Regions from separate parts of the Astyanax mexicanus genome. Here region 2 is linked to region 1. The links are chromatin contacts, called in public Hi-C maps. All regions are on one chromosome and are shown on one strand. The core of a region is the stretch at or near the end of the contact, and the rest is flanking DNA. Distances in the headings are between cores, read along the strand shown. Region 1 holds the start of cd82a (CD82 molecule a). Region 2 overlaps cd82a (CD82 molecule a).

Region 1 (6,568 bases), core at 2,933-5,432:
TTTGCATCTTTTTTTTATCGTTTCAGCCATTTCTCATTTTCTATTTTTATTTGGAATTTTGAAGAAATGCTGTCTCTAGTTTATAGAATAAAACAACAATGTTCATTTTACTCAAACATAAACCTATAAATAGCAAAATCAGAGAAACTGAAGTGGTCTCTTAATTTTTTTCCCGTGTATCTTTAGTAGGCCCATATTATATCTAGATTCAGTTCCTAAAGACAGTCTTCATCTCCCCGCAGTAAGAGAACATCTGAGGCAGATTTTCAGCCACTGTGGCTAACAGAAAGCAGAGCATGAAAGCTGACCTACATACACAGCCCCAGAGTTCCCAGCACCTCCTAACCAGCGCATTAACCCCAGCCAACCATTTACCATTCATTTATTAACAGAGATAAAAACACGCTTCAGGGTCTCGCCCAGGCCTGATTATGTGAGCACATTCTCGGGATGAGTGAATCTCATGAGAATGCAGCTTCAACATTCACTTTCACTTTTACTGACCTCTAAACACTGGACTGACTGGACACAGTGACCCCAGCCTGAACATACAGAGCTAATCAATATATTTAACAGCTTTTACAGAAAATACAGTACAGTACGGTAAATATACTGATCAGCCATAACATTAACACCACCTGCCCATAATGAGTAAAGACTCTTTTTGTGCCAATAAAACAATATCTGACCACAATATGAGTCATTATACAATAATGTTACAATATACTACCACAATAACAATTATATCACATTACCATAATTCTGCGATATTCAATATATCACAAGAAAATTCTCTATAAAGAGCATAAAATACTCCTAAATAATCAAATACCAGCAATTACGGATTTATTGGTGTCAGTTTCACACAATTTAACATGCAATATTCTTTACCGCAGGTTTATTAACCCTATTCATTTGATTGTAGCGCCACCATGTGGAGTAATGAAGCAGTAACTTTAGTAAATCTAATTTGGTGGGAGCGGGAGCCTTAGGCTAAGTTTGCATTAAAAGCCACTTCGCTAAAATCCTATTTTTTTGCTTTTCATTCACTGTAAATGTAAGTGATCTGTATCTGTGTGTAATGTGAACGAATCTGTCCCTGAAACGCTGTCTCACATGATCACACTGATACCTGTATAAACGCCTCCTTCTTCACCAACAACAAAAACCCTCATATAAGAAAGACGAGAGACTCGTGGCTTTATAAAGGGTTATAAATGGATGAGTTCGCAGCTCATATGTGGAGCATCTTTTGCTGGAGTGGAGAAACAGTAAACAGCTGCTCTGAAGTTCATGCTCAGGTCCAGGAGGTGAAAAAAGGACAGGTGGTTTGCTTTTGCTGTTTTTTTTTTGCAGCTATAGCTGCACAGCTGCACCAACAGATGCAGTGTGGGTATGAGAGAGAACGTAGCACGTAGCGCTAATGCCAATGTGTAAAAGCGTAATTTTTTTTAATTCAGGCATGAATTCAGATTTAACCTTTCATATTCATGTCCCATGTCCAGGGATCGGATACGTATCTAATTTAGGACCACATATGAAAGTGACTCAAATCTGATTTGAAAAAAAAACCAATCGGATTTGGCACGTTCACATAGCCATTAAAAAAATCAGATCTGAGCCACACTGAGCAAAAAATCAGATTTGAGTCACACTTTAATTCCCCAAGAACTGGGAACTTTAAGAACTTTACCAGCCTTAAGCTAGATACAACATTGCACTACTGTTATACGGGTTCTATTTATATTGTCACTTGATCTTAATCACCATTAATATTGCACTATTATCTTCTGTCTCACAAATGTCTATTGTGTTTTTGTTGTATTGTACATATAGTGTCTCCCACTCATTTAGATTTAGATTATATATTTATTTCTTTTTATTTCTATTTATATATCTATTTCACCCCCACCACTACTGCACCTTGTTCTGTCTCATGTATGTCTGTGTCCCTGCTGCTGTATTGTACACATAGTGTCTCCCCTTTTTCTTTATTATCCATTATCTGTACTTGCTGTAAAATTGGGAAGGAGAGTAACGTAATTTCAATTCTATGTATGTCCTGTACATATGCAGCATTGACAATAAAACTACTTGACTTGACTTGACTTGTAATGTGAACGTATCTTTTGTGTGTGAGAGCGTTCACTGCTGCTCATGCTAATTTGGGTGACTTCAGTATAAATTTACAATTCAGAACATTTAAAAATAATAAAAAACACTGAATTTAATGTGCATCCAAGTTTTGACTGGTGCTGTATTCATAGTATAAAATTATATTTATATGGGCGGGGCTTAAACACAACGATGAACCACTTCTGACACCAATTTTTTTACATGTAAACTAATGATCTAAAAAACCAATACTGTGTTTAATGACTAAAAATAGATAGTGTTTTTGAAAACCAATACAGTACTAAAATACTAAATATCACGATACTTCAATACTTCGATATTATTCTACACCCCTAGTTGTGAGCTCCAGCTCTGAGACTGAGAGGCTGAGGAGGATTTCACACAGTTTCAGTCTGAAAGCTCTACAGCTCTGGGCTATGAACTGGATCCAGCTTGGCTTTGGGTTTAGAGGACTGGTTTTAATTCTCACAGAATGCTGAGTGTGTACTCACTGCCCTACTCTCAAACACTGAGAGAGCTTTAACTATACTCTATACTCACTGCCCTACTCTCAAACACTGAGACTGAGATTTAACTATAGCTAACTGTGTCAAAACATCATAACTCCTAATTATCCTCCACCTGAGACAGGTAAACACAATAACACACCTGAACAACACACAACAGCATGAGCTCACACAATCACACAACTCAAGTCAACTTAATACAACACAATACAACTGAAAACAAATCAACACAGTCCAACACAACTCAACAGACAACTTAATAGAGTACAACGCAACATAACTCAATAGACATCTCAATACAATACACTGCAACTCAAAACAAATCAATACAATACAACTCAACTAAACACAAATCAGTACGATACAACACAACTTAATACAACACAATACAACTAAAAACAAATCAATACAACTCAACTCAAAACAAATTAATCCTCAATGCAATACAACTCAACACAACTCAATACAATACAACTCAACAGATAACTTAATAGAATATAACGCAACATAACTCAATAGACATCTCAAAACAACTCAACACAAATCAATATTATACATCTCAACTTAACACAAATTAGTACGATACAACACAACTTAATACAACACAATACAACTAAAAACAAATCAATACAACTCAACTCAAAACAAATTAATACAACACAATATATCTCAACACAACTCAACTTAATACAATACAACTCAATAGACAACTTTATTGAATACAATGCAACATAACTCAAGACATCTCAATACAACTCAACACGCCTCAAAACAAGTCAATACAACTCAATGCAATACAACTCGACACAACTCAATAGACTACTTGATAGAATACAACGCAACATAACTCAATAGACATCTCAATACAACTCAACATGCCTCAAAACAAATCAATACAACTCAACACAACACAAATCTGTACGATACAACACAACTCAATACAACACAATACAATTCAACTAAAAACAAATCAATACAATTCAACTAAAACAAATCAATACAACTCAACTTAAAACAAATGAATACAACACAATACAATACAACTCAACACAACTCAATGCAACCCAACTCAATAGAATACAACTCAATACCTGAAACACTATGAATACTGAACTCGAACAACACAGTCCCTCGTGCGTTTATAAGTTAAAGCTGCGAGTGTGTAGAACTCCACTCAGCTTAATACAACACAACACAATTCAACTCAACTCAACACAAATCAATACGATGCAACACAACTGAACGCAACTCAACACAGCTCAACACCTGAAACTCTCTGAGTACTGAACTCAGGTAACTGAACCCTGTCTGTCCCAAACAACACAGTCCCTCCGCGTGCGTTTCTGAGTTAAAGCTGGGAGAGTGTAGAGCTGATACTCACGCGCTGTGTTCGGGTTCTTCTGGAGTATAGTAGAGTATACTATAGTGGAGTATAGTGGAGTATAGTGGAGCAGCTGGGAGCCTGAGAGAGTGGGAGATCTGAGTCCAGTCTGAGACACGCAGAGACTGATCCTGCCTTCCACACTGCCGAACTGATTCACTAACGACTCGAGAGAGAGAACCGACTCATTCCAAGTGAATCAGTTGATCAGTAGAACCGATTCTAAATCTGAACCAAGTCTGAATCTGATTGAATCAAACACTTTTGCATGTTAAAAAAATGATTCCTGACAGTTGTTTTTTTTTTGTTGCTTAGATGGAATTTTATGAATTTTGAATAATAAATAATCTATTCTGGTTTGTTTAATACTTTTTGTTTACAATATAATTCTGAATGTGTTCCTGTATATCTTTAATTTTGTCTTCAATATTAAATTTACCATGTACAAAATCATAGAAAGAAAGAAGCACATTGAATTAGAAGAGGTGTATTTTTGTTCAATATCTAAATACATATACCTATATATAAACATACCTATGCATAGCAAAAATATATTCGATAAATAAATGTTGTATATTTTTTACATTTAATACTTAAATCATCTAATTATTTAATTATTATACATTGTTTGGCTGGATATAAATAAATTATATTAAAATGTGATGGGCTCTTTTTTATCTTATTTTTAAACATTTAATCTACATTAAAGCATTACAATATGTATATAAAATATATATATATATATATATTAAAATGTACACCTAAATATGTATTTGTAAACATTTTACATTTGACATTTTAGTTCACTGTTTTTTGTTAAATGTATATTTGTTAATAAATATATATCTCATATCTGTATATAATAAAAAATAAATGTATTTGAAATATATTTAAATATATTTGGTAAATAGGACTAAGCAGTTTATTTTGCAATATATTTTAGTGTGTATTAAATATTTAGATTTTATTGTGTATTTTGGAATTATTTGAAATATATTTAAAATATTTTAAATATATGTCTATATTTGTTTTTTTTTTTCATGTGGGTCATTTCTTTGAAGTAATGTTTTAATAGGCTATATTTTAACATGATTTTGATCATTATTATGAGCTTGTGTCTAAATGATTTGATTATCTGACTGACTCACTGAATCAGATCCGTTTAAAGAATCGGTTCAGTGGAGTCGAGTCATTAACCCGTTCTCACAGCGCCACATGGCTACAGCTGGAGTGTAGGGCGCTCTCGGGCTCCGCCCCGCGGCCGCTGGGTGGAAGTGCAGGAGGGAACTGATAAGCAGAACAGACAGAACTGTCACACCTGTGATCTTCCCGCCACAAACACACCTGTAACCGGAAATGGTTCAGAGAACTGGAGGAGGAAATGACGACATTTTAGCTGAAATGATAAAAAAAACATCCTGTGTTTAATATTTTCCTGGAATTGGAAGAACATCACTGCTAATAGAACAGGACCCTCTGTAATGATTAAGCTCCATTCAGTATATTATTATTATTATTATTATTATTATTATTATTATTATTATTATTATTATGGGCCAGTTTTCCAGACAGTAATTAAGCCTAATTAAAAATCTCAATTAAAAATACAATCGTTGTTTATTTTACAATGCATTTATCAATACATTTGAAAATGTATAAAAAAATAAAATAATAAAAAAGTGTCCAACAAAAATATTTTGCACTGCAGTTGAATCTATTTTCTCCCTTACAAAGGGAAGCATGAAGTGCTGTAAGATTTAGTTGGAAAACAAAACTGCACTGACTTTAGACTTGATAATAAAACACAGTGGATCAACACCAGCAGATATCAGACATGTCTCTCCAAACCATCACTGATCATCAGTAAATTTTACATTTTATTTAAAGTAAATCAAGGGAGCAGAGTCTGGAGGAAGAGTGGAGAGACACACAGTCCAAACTGCTCGAGGCCTAGTGTGACGTTTCCACCAATCAGTGGTCTCATGTCTTTAATATTAATCTATAATGTAGAAAATACATTCAATACAGAATAAAGCATGGCCTTGCTGAACCTGAAGTAACACGAAAGTAATGCAATAGTTACTTTAACTGGTAACTAGTTACTTTCATAGTGTTGTAACTCAGTTAGTAGTTTTTTGGAGAAGTAACTAGTAACTATAACTAATTACTTTTTCAAAGTAACCTGCCCAACACTGCTGGTATGTTGTGTTGTGTTTGCTGGCCTGTCCATCTCTCTGAAGCTCCTCCCACTGCTGGATGAGAGTGCCGACTGTTTAATCAGCACTGTGAGTGAGTGAGTGTATGATGCGTACAGTATGATGTCATCAGCTACATAAGCTGGTCCAGTTATACAGTCAGAGCTGAAACAGTGCAGCACCTGTCCGTGCCTGTGCCCACTGATCACCCAGCTGTTCCTGCTCACGCTCTCGTGCCCCTCGGCCTGATTCAGCTGCTTAATCACCAGCACTCTGTAAAACGATTCATTACAGCAGGAGATTCACCCACAGTGACTCAGTGGAGCAGTGATTCAGTAGCAGCAGTGACT
Region 2 (6,568 bases), core at 3,049-5,548, 36 kb before region 1:
TAAAGTTATCCAAAAGCAGTGTGTAAGACTGGTGGAGGAGAACATGATGCCAAGATGCATGAAAACTGTGATTAAAACCAGGGTTATTCCACCAAATATTGATTTCTGAACTCTTAAAACTTTATGTATATGAACTTGTTTTTTTATTTGCATTATTTGAGATTTATCTGAAAGCTCTGCATCTTTTTTGTTATTTCAGCCGATCAGAGGTGAGTTATCAGCCTGTAGCCTGCTTTTAACCCTGGCTAGCACTGCTGGAGCAGCATTAGCATTACCCAATAACCGCGCTAAGTGCTAGCTCTTTTGCGATTTAGAGGTCAGTATTAAAAGTAAATGCTTTTTAAGAATTACAGTTTTGTTTAGCTTAATTTTATTAACTTTTTATTAACTGGTGCACCTTATAGTAAGAAATACAGTAATTAATACAGTAAGTTTTTACTCTTGTGAGCTGGTATGCTTTCTTGTTATGAACAGATGGGACATGGACTGGAAAAGGCTGAGGACCTTTATTCTAAAATAATATAAAAGTAAATATGTTTTAATAATTCTGCTTCTTACCAGGCCGAGCAGACAGCGGACCTCATAGATGGCTCCCAGACAGCCCACGAAGCCCATAAGCATGGAGAAGGACCCCACACCAATCAGAATATAGGAGCCCACCTTTAGTGCCTTGGATGAGTCTTCTGTAAACACAGAAATACAGTGAGTGGCATTTAGTAACTTTCATACTTTATACCGCAGGAAGAATGATTATAAGAGAAGGAAAACTGCAGTGTAAGTCGTTTTCTGCACGTTTGCTTTTATAAAGTGATTTATAAGAGTTTCTAAAGTTTGAAGGGAGCGCTTTGCCCAGAAAAAACTAAATCCACACATCAAATTCCCAAAAGATCAGCGTCAAGTTCTTGGCAACAAGGCCACAGAATTTCCTGCTCAGTATCGCTTTTCCTTTTTTACACCTAGCAAAAACAGCTGCAGTAAAATAATATAATTCAAACTGATAAAGAAATAGTATAAACAGGATCAGATGATCTTAAAAAGAGAGAGCACTTAAAAAATTATGAGTTTCTTTGATTTTACCAAGCTATCAAACCAAACTGAACTGCTTGAATTTTTGCACCAGGAGTAAAGCAGCATAAAGTTATCCAAAAGCAGTGTGTAAGACTGGTGGAGGATAACATGCTGCCAAAAAGCTGTGATTAAAAATCAGGGTTATTCAACCAAATATTGATTTCTGAACTCTTAAAACTTTATGAATATGAACTTGATTTCTTTGCATTATTTGAGGTCTGCATCTTTTTTGTTAATTCAGCCATTTCTTATTTTCTGTAAAAAAAAATGCTCTAAATGACGATATTTTATTTGGAATTTGGGAGAAATGTAGTCTGTAGTTTGAAGAATAAAACAAGAATGTTCATTTTACTCAAATATATACCTATAAATAGCAAAATCAGAGAAAATTTAAAAACTATATAACCTTACATTCAGTTAAAAAAAGTGTCAAAATCAAATAAAATTCTGCAAAAAAGAAAAATGTGTTTGTTGTTCGGCCAATTATTTAGTGAGGTTCCTAACCAAGATCATTTCCTTTATTTTCCCCCCATATTGTAAATGAATACTGAAGTCATAAAGACTTTGAAGGAACACATAAGGAATCATGTAGTAACTTAAAAGTGTTAAACAAACTAAAATATTCTAAAGCTGGTAACTCTGGTGAACTTATCCTGTGCAACAAAGGAAACTCTTGCTCTTCCTTTCCAGGGGCAGTCCTGATGAGTGCCAGTTTCTTCATCATAGTGTTTTTGATGGTCTTTGTTGGGACTGCACTTGAGGATACAACATTTCAAAGTTCTTGATATTGTCTTTCAGATTGACTGACCTTCATTTTTTAAAGTCATTTATTTACTTTTCTTTACTTAGTTCTTCTCATAATCTGGATTAGAACATTATTTAAATAGAGCTATTCACTGTATACCTGTAACTCTACCTCTGCACTACTTTACTTTAACTGATGCTCTCAAACACTTTATTAAGAGACAAGAAATTCAAGTAATTAACTCTTGAGTTCAGCACAGCTGTTAACTGAAAGCCTGAATTCCAGGTGACTCTACCTCATAAAACTGACTGAGACAATCGAGCCAAGATGTTCAAAGCTGTGATATAAAGCAAATTAATGATAAAACCATAGTTTGGATAACTTTTTAAGTATTGTTCTCTGTTTTAGGTTCAGAATTCTGGGTTTTTGGATAATGAGTGTACAACTGAAGCCAAAGCCAGAGTCTCTGCTCTCTAGAAGAGTGCCAGCAATCATGTCTGTCTTAGTCATGCTTGGCCAAGGAGGATGCCGTCTGGACGCCATGCAGTGTCTCTTTAGACACAGATTAAGAGTCCTGCACCAAATCACACTCTCAGCAGGGAATCACCCTTAACCCTTAGAACTCTAGGCTGTTTTGATGTGTTTATTCTCAGTTTTTGATTTCAGTTCCTCTTTCAGGTCTTATAACACAGTAATTATATCAGACAGACACATGCCCTGATCTCTTTTACTCCAGAAGACACATGGCTGCTCAAAAATATCATCATTTCAAATAAAGTAAAAGGAAGCAGAATTGTTATATTTTCCTGGAACTGATCATGTTTTGCTCAAAATTTTACTAAGCACCTTTATTTATTTATTTTTTTTTACTTATTTTTGAATGTATAGACTTTAAATATATTCACACTTAAGATATATTTTCAAAAATGGTTAGACTAGCATAAGAATATTGATGATTTGAGTTCATTACATGACTTATTAATTATTACTTTAATAAAATACATGGAGAAACAGCATCAGGCGGACGTTTCGTTTTTTTTCCTTGATAATCAATAATCACACCTCTAGGATACATGGTGATCAGGGGTGTCCAAACTTTTTTTGTTGGGGGCCAGAAGGAGAAATATATTTGAAGTCACGGGCCACAGACTCTGTAATAAAACAAATAATGAAATATACCACTTTAAATAATACTTTTTTTCCTGATTATTTCATTTACACACCATTTTACTTGTCTTACTATCTTTATCTTTGACAGTGTTGTGTAAACTAAGATTTTTCAAATTGATGTTTCATTTCATGATGTCTCTTAATATTAAACTCCTTAATTACGGCAACTTTTAGACTCTTTGGCCCGTTTTTCTGCGCTAGAAATGCGCACCCTCTCCGGTTTTAGACTCTTTGTCCCGTTTTTCTGCACTAGAAATGCGCACTCTCTCCGCTTTTAGACTCTTTGGCCCGTTTTTCTGCGCTAGAAATGCGCACCCTCTCCGCTTTTAGACTCTTTGGCCCGTTTTTCTGCACTAGAAATGCGCACTCTCTCCGCTTTTAGACTCTTTGGCCCGTTTTTCTGCACTAGAAATGCGCACTCTCTCCACTTTTAGACTCTTTGGCCCGTTTCTGACACCTAGTGTTCAAACTTTGAATCTCACATAATAAAAACCTGCTTAACAGCGGGCAAACTTTCATTCTACTTCTAAAGTACTTCGCGGGCCGCTCCAAAAAAGGAAACGGGCCGCAAATGGCCCACGGGCCGTAGATTATTAAAAACCTGAAACTCAGAGCAGCCTATGCCTTTCAGTATTTTGAGTATCAGGACACACAAAGAAAACTATATACAAAAATCTAAACTTTTTAGTCTTAATAAATAAAAATGTGTTTAGTGAAAAATAACTACTTAGTAAAAGTGTGCAAATAAAATAAAAACGATATAAAGTAGTGCGCACACCATACATAGCTTTAGTTTGAGTTAAGCAGGTAGTTTCACACTTTTTTTTTCTGTGGACACTTTTGAGTCTGATATTTACTGATATTATTTGGTTTATTTGAAACATCATATAAATATGTTTGAAGCACTAAAGATAAATATTATATATTGGTTGGGGAAGGAGATTTTTTTTCACTTTTTTAGGTGTTTTTCTCAATGGGTTTCTTGTAGATTTAACTTTACCGCACTGAGATGTGATCACTATGGTTAGAAAGAGTAAGCTCCGCCCTTTCTAACCATATATGGATTATGTTTATGTGTGAAGGGATTTCTGAGTAATTAAGCTGAGAACACAAGGTGCGATTTTGGATTTTGGATTTTTAAGGGTTAATAAAACCTTCTGAAACCTCCCAGTTGAGGCCTGATCTCAGCCTGAGAACTCTGAGACGCTGTGTGAGAAGCTCAAATGAGTTTGGCAGACGTTTCGCAGGACGTCCATCACAGCTGTGAGGACCTGGCGCGGTGCTGAAGGTGGTGGGCTCGCTCGGACAGGAACTCTATGGTTTTCTGAGTGGAGAGTTCAGAGACCAGAACATTCCCAGAGTGAGTTCTGGCCCCGCTCCAGAAGGGCCCACACATCCTGGCGCCAGTCCAGACCGAGGGCCCTCCGTCCCGGTCATACAAACAAGCCGACAACAGTGTGGCGGCTCCCCGGCAAGAACAACATCGCCACAGGCAGCCCGGCCGAACAATAGCACAGTGTACAGTAGCCCCGCGGACTGCGGCCCACGCCAGACACAATGCCTCATCAGTAGCTGTGATGTAATCAGCAGTACCAGCCTAAGGTGCGTCTGCTATCTCATTCTCCAGCAGAATTTTTTTTTTTTTGTTGATTGTGGCTTACAACCAATGAAAACCTAACAATCAATCATTGTCTCAGAAAATTAGAATATTATATATAAGACCAATTGGTACTTTTGGCAGTGTGTCCTACTTTTCCAGTCCTGCTGGAAAATGAAATCCGCATCTCCATAAAAGTTGTCAGTAGCAGAGGGAAGCTGTAAGACATGAAGTGCTGTAAGATTTTGTGGGAAAACAAAACTGCACTGACTTTAGACTTGATAATAAAACACAGTGGATCAACAGCAGCAGATGACAGACATGTCTCTCTAAAACATTGTGTAGCGTCTACTCACTCTCTCTTTATTTAAACATTTTCATAAAATAATAATGATATGTGCACACATTTACTTACAATTGTACTAAGACTGTGCCAACATATTTTTAAAATTAGTGTCTTTAAAAATTGTCTAATAAAATACTAAAATCTATAGCAGAAATTTTACTTTTGAGGAGACCAGCAATATGCACAACTGACTGCTATATGAATGGGAATTTTTTATTTATGCAAAAAGTTTATCCAGGTGCGGATACGACTCAGCATGTTAATGGAGATGCCTCTCATTCGATAAGGAGATCTGCGCAGGCGCAGTAGCCAGAACAATGTGAAAAAGCATGTTTTTCGTGCATATTTTAGACAAATTTTACAATCTATCAATGAGACTTCTGTCAGATTTTATCAGTGATTCAAAATATTATGTTATTAAAACAGTAATCTGACCTACAGTTTACAGTATTTTGGTCTTTAACCATTTGTAGAGATAGAAGGTTCACTTGCATGACTGCTAAGCCACGTTGCAAAGTTGACTTTACCGTCGCCTAGTGAACAGACTTGCCTATAAGAACATCAACTATATTCTTAATTACTGAAGCCCATTTTTCCACTTTAATATATATATACAGAGAGACTGCAACAAAAAAAAGTTCATATACTGAAGTTTATCCACCATAAAATCCAACAACAATGTCCAAATAAAAGCTAATTCTTATGAGGAGTCTCTCTCTTGAGGAAGCATTTTCCTCGCTGTGAGACTAACCACCAGACCCAGTTAAACCAGACCTCAGAGCTGTGGAGAGACCAGCTTTATTACAACATGAAAGCGAGGATCTCTGTTTGAATTAGGTTCTCCATGACTACTACTAGGGAAAAAGGCAACGCCAGAGTCAATAAAAGGGAAAAAGACAAAGTGGCTGAGTTGCTCTGTGTTCCTAATGTAAATGCAGATGCATCCAGATGTACACTGATATGCCAGAACAATGTCATGAGACAGGAACAGGTTTAGAGTCCCGTGACTTTTGCCATGTCACAAGGAAGCTAAAGACCTTTGCACTGACCTGCAGATTATAGCATGTTTCATCTGTTTCATCTTCAGAACCCTTCTAAAAAGGAATAAAACACCAGTAAATATTGGTTTTGCGTTTGAAAGACGGAACCCAGAAGGACTACAAGACAGATGCTGAGCTAATGCTAATTTTCTCCTGAACAGGTTAGCACTGAGCTTCAGCTACAGTAGTCTAACCTTCAGTAGGCATCTATTTTATCATAATTTCTGCATTTATATATGTTTGGGATAACATACTTAGCTTTGGCTAAAGGAGCCAATGGTGCATCAAGCTAGTTACCAGCTAACAGAGTTAACAATACTCTTTTTTTCCTGGTTGTTTTTATCCTTTTGGAATAAAAGAAATACATATACTTCATAAGATGTCTGGGATCTTGCATTTATTTCTATCTGACATGGCAAAGTCATGGGACAGGAACTAGCTCCCTGTCACTTGCAAGGAAAAGTTGCAAGAAAATCAAGCCTACAATTATTACCATACCACAACCTGTTATTTTCCTTTTCCTATTTCCTCAACCCCGGGTTGCCAGGCATGGAACACAATAGCAGTTGAACACAACATGCTGCAGCCTCAGAACTCTTCTA

The links. A called contact is a pair of places that touch in the nucleus more often than the background predicts.
Region 2: a contact with region 1 is called in a Hi-C map of muscle, with 13 times the contacts expected there. The contact joins the enhancer-like site here to the promoter of cd82a in region 1. A contact is called at or near these places in 2 of 3 Hi-C or Micro-C datasets (both in muscle).

What each region holds. Positions count from the first base shown.
Region 1 is chr16:38,692,333-38,698,900 of AstMex3_surface, reverse strand. It overlaps cd82a (CD82 molecule a), which reads right to left and starts at 4,182. Exons shown (of 10, transcript XR_007424781.1): 1 at 4,024-4,182.
Region 2 is chr16:38,728,466-38,735,033 of AstMex3_surface, reverse strand. It overlaps cd82a (CD82 molecule a), which reads right to left. Exons shown (of 10, transcript XR_007424781.1): 4 at 559-683. Among protein-coding and RNA genes, the nearest start is that of LOC111192552, 37 kb to the left of the region's middle. Within about 2 kb of position 4,298, the one cell type or tissue checked has an H3K27ac peak away from gene starts, as active enhancers do.